4 separate regions of the Sus scrofa genome follow, and regions 1, 3 and 4 are each linked to region 2. Evidence: chromatin contacts called from public HiChIP or PLAC-seq and promoter capture Hi-C data. All regions are on one chromosome and are shown on one strand. The core of a region is the stretch at or near the end of the contact, and the rest is flanking DNA. Distances in the headings are between cores, read along the strand shown. Region 1 holds the start of ISCA2 (iron-sulfur cluster assembly 2 homolog, mitochondrial). Region 2 holds the start of LIN52 (lin-52 DREAM MuvB core complex component). Region 3 holds the start of PNMA1 (paraneoplastic antigen Ma1). Region 4 holds the start of DNAL1 (dynein light chain 1, axonemal).

Evidence for each region. Promoter capture Hi-C pulls out the DNA fragments that hold promoters and counts their contacts. HiChIP or PLAC-seq counts read pairs in DNA pulled down with a chosen protein or histone mark.
Region 1: a contact with region 2 is called in an H3K27ac HiChIP or PLAC-seq map of alveolar macrophages. The contact joins the promoter of ISCA2 here to the promoter of LIN52 in region 2. A contact is called at or near these places in 2 of 5 promoter capture datasets (fetal liver and liver) and 1 of 2 datasets of contacts at active chromatin or transcription factors (alveolar macrophages).
Region 3: a promoter capture Hi-C map of liver shows a contact between it and region 2, with 2.5 times the contacts expected there. The contact joins the promoter of PNMA1 here to the promoter of LIN52 in region 2. A contact is called at or near these places in 1 of 5 promoter capture datasets (liver) and 1 of 2 datasets of contacts at active chromatin or transcription factors (alveolar macrophages).
Region 4: a contact with region 2 is called in an H3K27ac HiChIP or PLAC-seq map of skeletal muscle, with 2.5 times the contacts expected there. The contact joins the promoter of DNAL1 here to the promoter of LIN52 in region 2. A contact is called at or near these places in 1 of 5 promoter capture datasets (fetal liver) and 2 of 2 datasets of contacts at active chromatin or transcription factors (alveolar macrophages and skeletal muscle).

What each region holds. Positions count from the first base shown.
Region 1 is chr7:97,739,034-97,741,733 of Sscrofa11.1, forward strand. ISCA2 (iron-sulfur cluster assembly 2 homolog, mitochondrial) reads left to right here and starts at 1,446. Exons shown (of 4, transcript XM_003482288.4): 1 at 1,446-1,544; 2 at 1,748-1,850; 3 at 1,971-2,086. The coding sequence starts at 1,474. It overlaps NPC2 (NPC intracellular cholesterol transporter 2), which reads right to left and starts at 1,054. Exons shown (of 4, transcript NM_214206.1): 1 at 943-1,054. The coding sequence starts at 1,024.
Region 2 is chr7:97,381,018-97,383,717 of Sscrofa11.1, forward strand. LIN52 (lin-52 DREAM MuvB core complex component) reads left to right here and starts at 1,333. Exons shown (of 6, transcript NM_001185836.1): 1 at 1,333-1,370. The coding sequence starts at 1,340. It overlaps ALDH6A1 (methylmalonate-semialdehyde dehydrogenase [acylating], mitochondrial), which reads right to left and starts at 868. Exons shown (of 12, transcript XM_005656399.3): 1 at 717-868. The coding sequence starts at 764.
Region 3 is chr7:97,050,444-97,053,143 of Sscrofa11.1, forward strand. PNMA1 (paraneoplastic antigen Ma1) reads right to left here and starts at 1,414. Exons shown (of 1, transcript XM_021099497.1): 1 at 1-1,414. The coding sequence starts at 574.
Region 4 is chr7:96,998,233-97,000,932 of Sscrofa11.1, forward strand. DNAL1 (dynein light chain 1, axonemal) reads left to right here and starts at 1,294. Exons shown (of 8, transcript XM_001926259.5): 1 at 1,294-1,423. The coding sequence starts at 1,421.

The DNA of each region.
Region 1 (2,700 bases), core at 196-2,695, 360 kb after region 2:
TGGAAAGAGTATTTATTGTCTCATTCACTTTTCCAGCGCATATTTATTGAGCAGTCAGCATTACCTGGGCACTAGATAGAAAGGAGGACATTTATTCTGGGTGTCATTCTGCTGTGTGACTGGGTAAGTTAGCTAACGTTTCTGGAATTTGGTGATTCACTCCAGGATCGCCGAGGTTCCCTCCAGCTCACAAGTTTTATAAAATCCGTTCCATGCCTCTTTATCATTACACTTCTCTACCTCAGAAAAGTTCTGCAAGAACAGTTAATTTGATAGACCTGACTGAAGGAATTTACAATTTCTACTCGCCTGTTGTGTTTTTCAGCACACATGCCAACCACAACAGCCAGAGAGGGTTATGTGTCACTGTCACAAGTTGTGACCAGAAAGAGGAGTTTCAAAAACAGGAGGGAGAAACAAACTCGTCAGCATCACAAAATTCCACAGACCAAGGAAATCCCTAATGGAACCAACAATGAAAAGGAGAACTGACTTTTGACTTCTCAGCAAAAGGGAAATTTAAAAAAGCAAAGGGAGTGTGGAGGGAGAGGTCATCCAAAATCTTAAATACATAAATAAATACGTATTTTTACATAAAGAAAAAAGTTTTGAACCGCATCCCTTACCCACTACGCTGAATAAGAACCTTCAGATGTTTGCCCTACAAACTTTAGGAAACTTCAGCATAGGCCCATCTCCAGGAATATCCTGGGGCCCCAAACACGCTTTCCAAGGAAAGAGACAACGTTGTGAGTAGTCGGGTTTTATCGAGGCCACTACCTTGTCCCCTACCCCAACTCATTTTAGCCCACTTCACGAGAAGTCTGAGGCTGAGTCTAGACGCCCGCGGGACCCACCCAACCCAGCCTGAGGTCTTAGCATCAGGTTCCGGCGGGGGTCCCGCAGAGGGCGTGGGAACCTTGGACTGGCCCCGGGGCTCACCGCAGTCCCTGAAATGCACCGGCTCGGCCAGGGCAGAAGCGCTGAGTGTCAGGAGCAGGAACGCAGCGGCCAAGAAATGCATCGCAGCTCAGGAGGTTTCAAGCTCACGGAAGGAAAGCCAGCTGCCGCGGTCACAAGATAAACCTTCAGGGGCGGGCCGAGGGAGGAGCCCAGTCAGGCGACCCGTGACCAGCAACTGGGACCGAGGTCCGCCTGCGCCCCGCCCCCGGCTCTAGGAAGCCAGACACAGGGTCCCAGACATTCCCTATCTCCGCCCATCTGGCCTGCTCCGCAGCAAGAGAAGCTGCAGCCCTCTGCGTTCCTCCCTGCTCCTCCCTCCAGCGCTCCGCGGGGGCTTTGTGGGTGTGTCCCCGCTTCCGCAGGGGAGCATCTCTAACCAATCAAATCCTTCCTCCTCCTGCACCATCCAATAGGTGTGCCTAAAGGCGGGGCCTCTATGAGTCCCGCCTCCCGAGGCCCAGGCCGAGAAGGGGATTGGGGCAGTGCGAGAGGCGGGGTTTGTAGAGGAAAATGGCGGCCGTTCGGGGTTTATACATAACAGCTGCGGCTCTGAGAGCGGTCACCCCCTGGCAAAGGGGCAGGTACCAGCAAGCCTAGGAAGTCATTTGGGAAGGGTGTTTGGTTCTGCGCCCCCGAGACTAAGGGGAAACTAAGGCTCGTGGAGGAGGTGAAGGTTTGGCGTGAAGCTGTCCAGGTGGAGGGACATCAGGTTTGGCGTGAGGCTGTCCAGGTAGAGGTTACCGGCCTTTTGCTCCCAGGCTCACCCTCCTTCCTTGCTCAGCAGGCTCCTCGCGGCCTCTCGCGGACCTTGGGCTCTTCGGGAAATGTCGTCCTCCAACCCTGAAGCTGGCGAAGGGCAGATCCACCTTACCGACAGCTGCGTCCAGGTAAGAGGCCGGACACGGGGCGCCCGTGGCTGGCGAGGGCTGGGAGTAGGGGTACTTTCCCTTGGCTTATCCGTCTCTCTCCCTTGCCTGGAATTCTTGACCTCCCTTCCTGCATTTCAGAGGCTTCTGGAAATCACCGAAGGGTCAGAATTCCTCAGACTGGAGGTGGAGGGAGGAGGATGCTCCGGATTCCAATACAAATTTTCACTGGATACAGTTATCAACCCCGACGACAGGCAAGGAGAAAGGGGTGGGTTCTCAGAGAATGTGTGGGAGGGATAAAAGTGCCTTCAGCTTAAGGTGCTCTTTTATTCCAAATTTATTTATTATTATTATTTTTGCTTTTTAAAAAGGGCCGCACCCGCTGCATAGGGAGGTTCCCAGGCTAGGGGTCGAATCAGAGCTGCAGCTGCTGGCCTACACCACAGCCACAGCAACGCAGGATCCCAGTCCTGTCTGCGACCTTGGCACCACAGCACACAGCAACACCAGATTCTTAACCTACTGAGCGAGGCCAGGGATCGAACCCTCATCTTCATGGTTCCTAGTTGGAGTCATTTCTGCTGTGCCATGATGGGAACTCCTTTTATTACAAATTTAAGAGGTTTTTCCGAGGGTCCTGAACACCACCCTTCTCACAGAGTGGGGGTACAGTGAAGATTCATTGTCTTGATTCAAAATAACGAAGTCCTAGGAGGAAAACTGCCCTGTCTAGGTCCATAGCATAGTTGGTAGAGAGTCAGACTGGTTTAGATTCCAGGCCCTAAATCTCTACACGCTTCCTAGGAGTCATTCTAGTGAACCCTTTTGCCTCAGAGAAAACCAGCACCTGTCAAAGGTAATAGGAAAG
Region 2 (2,700 bases), core at 83-2,582:
GGTGTAGGTCGCAGAGGGGGCTCGGATCTAGCGTTGCTGTGGCTCTGGCGTAGGGCGGCGAAGACCGCTCCGATTAGACCCCCAGCCTGGGAACCTCCATATGCCGCGGGTGCGGCCCCAGAAAAGGCAAAAAGACAAAAAAAAGAAAAGAAAAAAAGAAAATACAGAGCCAAAGCTGGGGAAGATAGCTCAGCAAATGGCTGCTTTGAGGGAAAGCTTAGTGTGCACTTCTAGAAGGAGACTCAAAGTTCACTCACTGACCCTCACCCCTCAAGTCCTTCCTCCTCCTCCCCTCCGCCCACGCCTTTACCTCGGGTTATAGAGTGAAGTAGGGTTGGGGAAGGGAACAATTTGGACGCTCCCAGAGAATGCCAAGAAAGGCGACCAGAAAAGGAGCTTCTGGAGCAGAGAGGTGGTTGGTGCAGAGGTGAAAGGGAAAGACGGTGGGCAGACCTACAGAGGTGAGGGCAGGGACCGGGCACGGCTGGAGGAGGAGAATGGTCTAAAGCCTGAAAGGGGTAGGCTCAAGAATAAAAAGGCCACGGGTAATAGTCCAGGGCTGGATCCAACGCAAGTGGATACCGAGTGAGATGTGGGACAGGGCCGCTCAGGTCCGATGGGAATAGGAGGGTCGGCCAAGGGGGGGTTGGTTCACAAAGCGGATGGAAAGGACTGAATTCCTAGTTTCATGAACCCTTGGCGCCACCCTCACTCGCCTGCAGGATCCGGGCCCGCACTGCCGCCGCAGCCAGCACCGCCGCCATGGTTCTCGGTTGCCTCTTCTCAGCCCCCCACGCCTTTCTGTGAGACTGTCCAGAAACACTACTGCTGCTAGGCCTTGCCCCTCCATCCTGCCGAACCTCTTCATTGGTGGAGAGGACTATTTCCCCTAGCCAATCACACGCCTTAACACTGACTCCACGCCCTCAGTGCCCAGTTCTGGGCGTATGCGATTGGTCAGAAGTGATAGAGCTCTCGCCTCCTCCCGCCTCAACAAATTCTGCTGGCGGAGGTGGGGAAGACGCCCCTGACTTGGATACTCTATATTGAGAGCACGAGGAAGACGCCCCCGAATTCGGAACTCCGATTGGCCACAGGCATGGCCGCAGCCCCACCCACTCACTGAGGAAAGTAAATAGGACTCTGCAAGAATTTTCAGCAGCGCCAGCACATCCACAGCGCGAGGGGGTGTGGCTAGCCCTGGGGGCGGGGCTACGGAAGATTACCCTATGGGGCGGGGAAACGAGACAGGACAGAGGGTTGGGGAATAGGGTTTCTCTCTGGGGGCGTGGCTTATGGACCCTAGCTTTCCCGCCGACGGTTGGCAACGTCACGTGACATGGGTTGGAAGATGGCGTCTCCCACAGACGGTAAGAGCCGGCTTATAGACCCTTCGCTTGCGACCTCCTTCTCTGTTCTCCTGGGAACTTACAGATGCTCAGAGAGAATCTCTCCGTCTGCCCCTCTAACTTACACCTTTTTCGTGGCCTTCTCGCCTTTCCCTTTTACTTTCCCACGGTATGTGGGTGCGTCTTCAGCTCGCTGGTTCTTCACAGAGGCTCCGGAGGTGCCCAGTTTCTTTGCAGTGTGCCAGGCGGATGGAGTAGGGCACCCGATTGGGACCCATTCCGGGCAAAACAAGGAGGGCCTCTCTGGTCCTCCTTTAGCCGCATTTGAGTGAGGCTGAGGGCCAAGGAGGAGATACTGCTGGGGTAAAGGAGGTGTCTCAGTGTAGCTTTCTCTTTCTCAGGGCGCCCCTTTGAAGGTTCGATTCTCTTTGAGCATCTGGAACGATTCTCTCACGCTAGCTAGGGTTGGTGGCAGACCTAATCTCGGGATTGAACCGCAAGGAAAATGTGATTCTCTCCTCCCTCCTCGGATTGGGACCGTTGTTCTGGCAGCAAGGGAAGCAGGAGACCCCTCTTGGTCCCTCTCAGTGAGAGTCCCTAGGAAAATGACAATTGAGCTTTTTAGTGTAGTCATGCACATTCATTCACTCAGCGTCTTTCTTCTATGTTATGTGTTGTTTCCTAAGGCTGAGTGAATGAATGATTTCTGCTTATATGTTGTATAAGAAGCAAGTCATCTGAGGTAGCAATTAAGTGGTTTTGGTATATCCACAGGGTTTTGCGCTCCGTTCTGCTTTAGGGTTAGGGTCTTGCAGTCATTTCTAAGCTCAGTTTTTGCCTCGACAAAATGCTTGCAGTCGTTTCTAAACTCAGTTTTGCATCTCCACGTCCATTTCACTTATACTTAGTTTTCTCTCAAACAAAGGAATTTTGTGTATGGAAGGAATCTTGGAAGTTCATTTCAAGAATGAGGAAGTTGAGGCCTGGAAAGCTATGCTGAGATCCACTATTCGAAAGGCATTATTATTCTAATTGCTTTGGGAGAGGAAAAGATTAATCAAACATGTAATATTTTTTCAGTTTCATTTAAATGTCACCTCCCAAAAAGGCTTTCCCAGAACACTGTATCTGTTTCTGGAGTTGCCTCACTTCACCATTATTCTATCTCAGTACCCTCATCCACAGCATAGTTATTCTGTTAACTTTGCCCCTTTCACACTAGCTTGTAAATTCCAAGACTGTCATGTTCATAGTTGGATCCCAGGGCTTAGCACAGTACCTGGCAGGAAGTAGGTCTTCAATTCACATTTATTGAATGAATGATTAGATATATACATAAATAATGTATTAC
Region 3 (2,700 bases), core at 164-2,663, 330 kb before region 2:
GCCACTCCTCTATGACCTCATTAGTGTGCTCCAGCCAGGGATCAAATGCCTCCTCCCCTGGCCCCGGAATGTCCCTTCCCGAGAACAACGTCAGCTTCTTGTACCATATGGACTCAACCAGAGGCTGAATAACATTATCCAAAATATAGTTTAGCATCTCTGCCGGCATTTCGGGGCCTGGGGCCGGAGTGGGGTTCTGAAACCCAAGGACACGGGCAACATCTTGCACGGTCCACCCCTCTCTTGCTAGGAAGAGGTGCAACCTTTCTAAAAATTCAGCATCGGAAGTGGGGGGCTTAAAGACTACTTTCCAGACCCCTCCTTTACCTGGCATCTCCCTGGGGATCGCAGCATAATCGACAGCACCAGTGAGCTCTAACAAGGCTGCTTTGGCATTCTCTTCCCTCCAGAACATTCTCCCAAGCACTCGATAGGGCACCTGGGGCATCGCAGCTTGAAAGGTCTCTTCGATTTCGGTCTCATCACAGTTCACAGGGATCCCCCAGACCAGAAGGGCTCTCTGGGAGTTCACATCCATCCCCCTACACCAATCTTCCAGCAGTGTCATCGCCATTTTCCCAACTATCAAGGGCCCCAATTCTACAAATACAATTAGACTGTGGCTCCCTGTGCTCTAAAACTGAAGACAATAGCAGACGCTCCCACCGCCACCTCCCCCCATATGCCCGAGGGAGTCAATCACGTTTAACAAACGACACCAGTGTCCTGCTCTCCTCTTTTCGCTGCCCCTCAAAGCCAGGCCTCCGCGTTCTCGGAACGAAGCCTCGGGGATGCTCAGTCACATGGCCATCGCCATCTTGTGTCTCCGGTCGGGATCCGCAGGCCGGGTCCTCCACTTACAGGAAGGTGTCGCGTCGGAGCGCAGAGGCGAGGAAAAAAGGCGGGCGGCGAAAGCAGGAGCCGCAGGGCTTGATCGCGGGACGTGGCCGCCTCTTCGCAGCCTGGGCGCCAGGCACTCGCTGCTGCTCCCAGAGGGTGCAAGCTTTCGTTGCCAGAGCGGAGCACGCCTCAGACGAGCTAGGAGCCGCTTCTCCGCAGACAAGAACTAGTACCGCCCCCGGAGGGAAAGACTGTCCTAAGGGAAAGACAGCGGCGGCAGCGAGGCCAACCCGAGAGAGCTTCTTCGTGGGCAAACGTATCCCTCTGGGCGGCGAGGACGCCAAGGACCAAGAACACAGGCAGCAGAGGCGCAGGAAAGACGCGGAAGCCAGGCTAGAGGAGGCGCAGGCGCAGTCGCAGGCAGGCCGCGGCAGCCCCGCACGCAGGCGACCGCGGGCCGAGGTGGGCTGGAGCTGCACAGTTGTACCTCGGTCCCACCCGCAGCCAGCCTAGCCTTTACTGCCGCAGTGGAGGGCGGGGCCGGCCTTCGACCCGCCTCGCCCCGCCCCCCGCGGCCCTGCCCGCGCGACCGTAGCCACGGCAACCACCGACGCGAGACGCCGGAGCTCTAGCGGCCTGCAGGGGCGAATGGTTGCCATGGTGGCAGCTCGGGGCCGCGGGCGTTAATTTCCTTTACCGCGCATTTCCTTTTTCGCATTTTCCAGATTTTTTTTTTTCTTAACAAAGCACTGTGTTTAAAAGATAATATAATTCTGGAGTGGATTTAAGATGATATCCGGCCGTCAAGAAAGACTTGTCTACTCGCGTCGCTCGTTCAGAGGCAATGCTGTATAATACCCTGTACCACCTGACTGCACTCTGCACCCTCTAAATTTTATCCCAGTGAGTTGAGACTTCTTCTTGTCTAAAATGTTGTAAAAAGATCTAGATCTCTATGAATAGTAACCCGGCAAACACTAATGTGTTATTTCCCCTGCCCTGGCATCATGGATAAAACAGGCCTTATGGTTCAAAAATGTCAAGTATCCTTTGGAAGCAAACCAAGGCACACTTACAATCCCAGATGGTGAGATAATAAATCTTTCCCCCAAAGGACACAGAAATCAACTCTGAATTTTTAAAACCTTATTTAATAAAAGGTTTAAAGATACAGAAGAACATTCAAAAGTAAATAAGTTACATAGGTACATTACAATCACATCAGCAAGATTTTCTTTAGTGTGTTAATTTTTTTTTTTATAAAAAGCACACAAAAAATAAAATCTTCCGTCTGGTCTATCACAACTGTACAGCAAAAGAGGTAATATTTATATATATGTACACTATTTTAATATGTAACAGTCTTTTAAAAAAGGGTGCCACAGGCAGCAAACACACAAAAGGCAGTGTCTGATTTTTTCAAAATAAAAGGAATATACTTATTTATATGCTATTAAAATATTTGTACAATAATTACAGACTATCAAGGCTGTTCCTGTGCTCTGTCCCCTCCAACAAGGCCTTTGACTAAGAGACAAATGAGGAAAAGGTGAAACAGCTGCAAATTGTTAGTTAGAGGCAAATATTAATACAGCAAAATATGGGGAGGACATACAATTGTTTTATAAAAATATGCATACTTCCTGTAAACCTAAGGAGTTAGGCTTGCCACTGGTAATAAATACCATCTGAGAAAACTGAGCCCCGGTAAAAACATATTTAAACAGCTGAGGCTTGTGTATGTGTTGTATTCCTCCTTCATCTTAACATCTGGCACATGAGAAGAAAGAGGTTAGGTCATTGAGGCAGTTAAATATAGGGGATCCCTTTAGACATAAGCAGCACACGACCTCTGTGCCA
Region 4 (2,700 bases), core at 44-2,543, 380 kb before region 2:
GATAGGCTTGGTTTTTGGTGAGGCCTCTGTTCTTGGCTTACAGATGACCACCTTCCCACTGTGTCCTCCCACGGCCTTTTCTTTTTGCATACCATTCCCAGTGTCTTTTCCTGTTCCTATAAGGACAGTAGTCCTTATTGGATTAGAGCCCCAGACTTATGGTCTCATTTAACCTTAATTTTGAGGGGACACAATTCAGTCCATAACAGCCATTAAACACTCATGATATCCTTTCAGTTACGTATATATGGTGTGCTATGTGTAATTTTTAAGAGGATGATACCATTTTGTTTGGTAACTTGCATTTTAATACATCATGACTATCTTTGCATGTGAATAGATGCATTCCAGCAACAGTTAATTTTTATTTATTTTGTATTTTTTTCTCCCTTTTTTGCCACACAGGCAGCATATGGGAATTCCTGGGCCAGGGATTGAACCTAGGCCTCACAGCGGCAACCAGAGCCACAGTGGAGAGAACACAGGAGCCTCAACCAGCTAGGCCATCAGAGAACTCCCTCGGCAACATTTTAAATGGAAGTATTTATTTCACTTTTTGGATGCTTAATAATACCTCTTCTCTTTTGTTGACATTGGGTTTTCTTTCTGCTATTAAAACTCTGAATGTATATCTCTGTGCATTTGTCTGATTATTTCTTCAGGATGAAGTCCCAGAAGTGGAACTGCAGGGTCATAGAAGTGCAAAAGTTTTTAAAGCTTTTAAAACATTATTGCCAACAGCCTCGGGAAAGGCTTATCAATTACAAACAGCAGTGTATGTATGTGTCCCCCCTTCTCCATACCCCTAGCAACTCTGGGTATTTTTACGATTTTTGGCTAATTTGATAGTTGGGGGTAAAAAAAGGAAACCTTGGTTATGTAAAACCAACATTTCATGCTTTCGGCCGCCTTAAGGGGTTGGGGGAAGCTAACTGAAGAAATTCAGCCGCGTCCAGGTATTCTCAGTCAGACGGCCAAGTGAATGACAGCAAGGAGTCAAGAAACGGGAAGGGCAATCTGCAAGGGCAATGGATTTTTAAAGTTCCTTCATGGGAGGGGCAATTGTTACTGGGAGGTTTTAAAGTTTTAAAATGTAGGCAGGTACGTCACTCTAGATTAGCTGAAATTACTTTCACAACAGAAAAAGCCATCTCTTGACCTCTCTACGAAGTTAAGCTGCCGAGCCCTCCTGACGTCACCAGTAGCTGCCCTGCAGTCTCTGGGAAGCAGGCAGCCGTGGAGCGGGAGGACCCAGGCGAAGGTCGCGCAGTCCCACAATGCCCCGCTCGCGCCACCCTGAGGGCGGAGAGAAAAGATCGCTGCCGGGGTAGAGATCCGCGGCGAGCTCCGAGAAGTGCGCGTGCGCACTGACCCCGGCGGGGCCCTAGCAACCAGAGCAGTGACAGTAGCAACCGCCGGAATGGTGAGTACCCTCCAGGCCTCGTAGCCAAAGCCGAGAGAAGATTGGAAATGAAAAAGGGAAACGGCGGAGAGTGGATGGTGGGGATGATCCTCGAACAGTGGAAGGGAGCCGGATGCTAGCTCGGTGGATTCAGAGGCCTGAGGGAAAAGAGAAGCCGTGGCACCGGGTGGTCTGGGGTGAAGGACGGCCTGGGTCGGGTTGGAGGTTGGTTTAATGTGGAGAGACTCTGGCAGAGAAAGGGGAGGGCACAGAGCAGAAAATTCTCGAAAAAGAGCGCTCTAGAGTGGGAAAGGCGATGGAGGGCAGAGTGTGAATAAGGATATCTTTTTACAGAGAAGTAAAGTCCCCCTGGTGAGATGGGGTGTGTGTGTGTTGGTTACCAGAGGAATATGTGTAACACTGAGTGCCGTATTTGTAACCTGTGATGTGCTCAGGTTGCCTTCTGAATGCCTGTCAGTTCAGTTATTAGTGACATTGTAAAACCCTCTCTAGATAGAGTATATTAGGGTAGTGTTTCTCAAATTTCAGTATGCATAGGTATGACTTTGGCCTAAATCGGAGTGCAGATTATGAATTTTTTATATAATGGGGTTCAGGAATATGCATTTCAAGTGAATCTAAAATCGAAGGGCGCCCCACAACACTTTGAGAAATACTGCTGTCTTGGTCATGAAATCTATCAGCAATCTATCCAATCAAAGCTCTTAATGAATTAATGATTTTACCTAGTGATGCTCCTCAACTCTTACAGTGAGCACTGTCATGCTTACATACTTGGTAGTTCTAACTAGTAGTTTAAAAAGGAATGTTGTTGATTGGTTACAGACCCCGCCAAAGCTGTTTAGCAAAGTATGTGATTTTCCTGCCTGTTGAGATGTTTGTAAAAATAAGTTTAACTAGTTTTCTTCTTTTCGTGATTCCATTACTATGTAAGTGGACAGACATTGAAACGATGAGGAAACCATGCCTGCCCTCAACCATGAGATTAAATGCTACTCTTTAAAAAAGTTTTCCCCTCTGCTTTCCTTACTTTATTCCACAGATGTTTAGCTGAAAACCAAGGAAAGTAAAAAATTCTGGAATCTAGATTTATATTCAGGTAAAGGAATAACCAGCCCTAAATAATTCTGGAAGGATGAACTCTGAGAATTATCAAATAAAGAATCAAAACTAGTAATTAGAGAGAGCAAACTTCCAGTTCGGGGTCCCTCTAGAAATACATAAATACAGTCCCACAAATGTTTTTAATTTTAAAAAATTAGCTTCCAATGTCATGA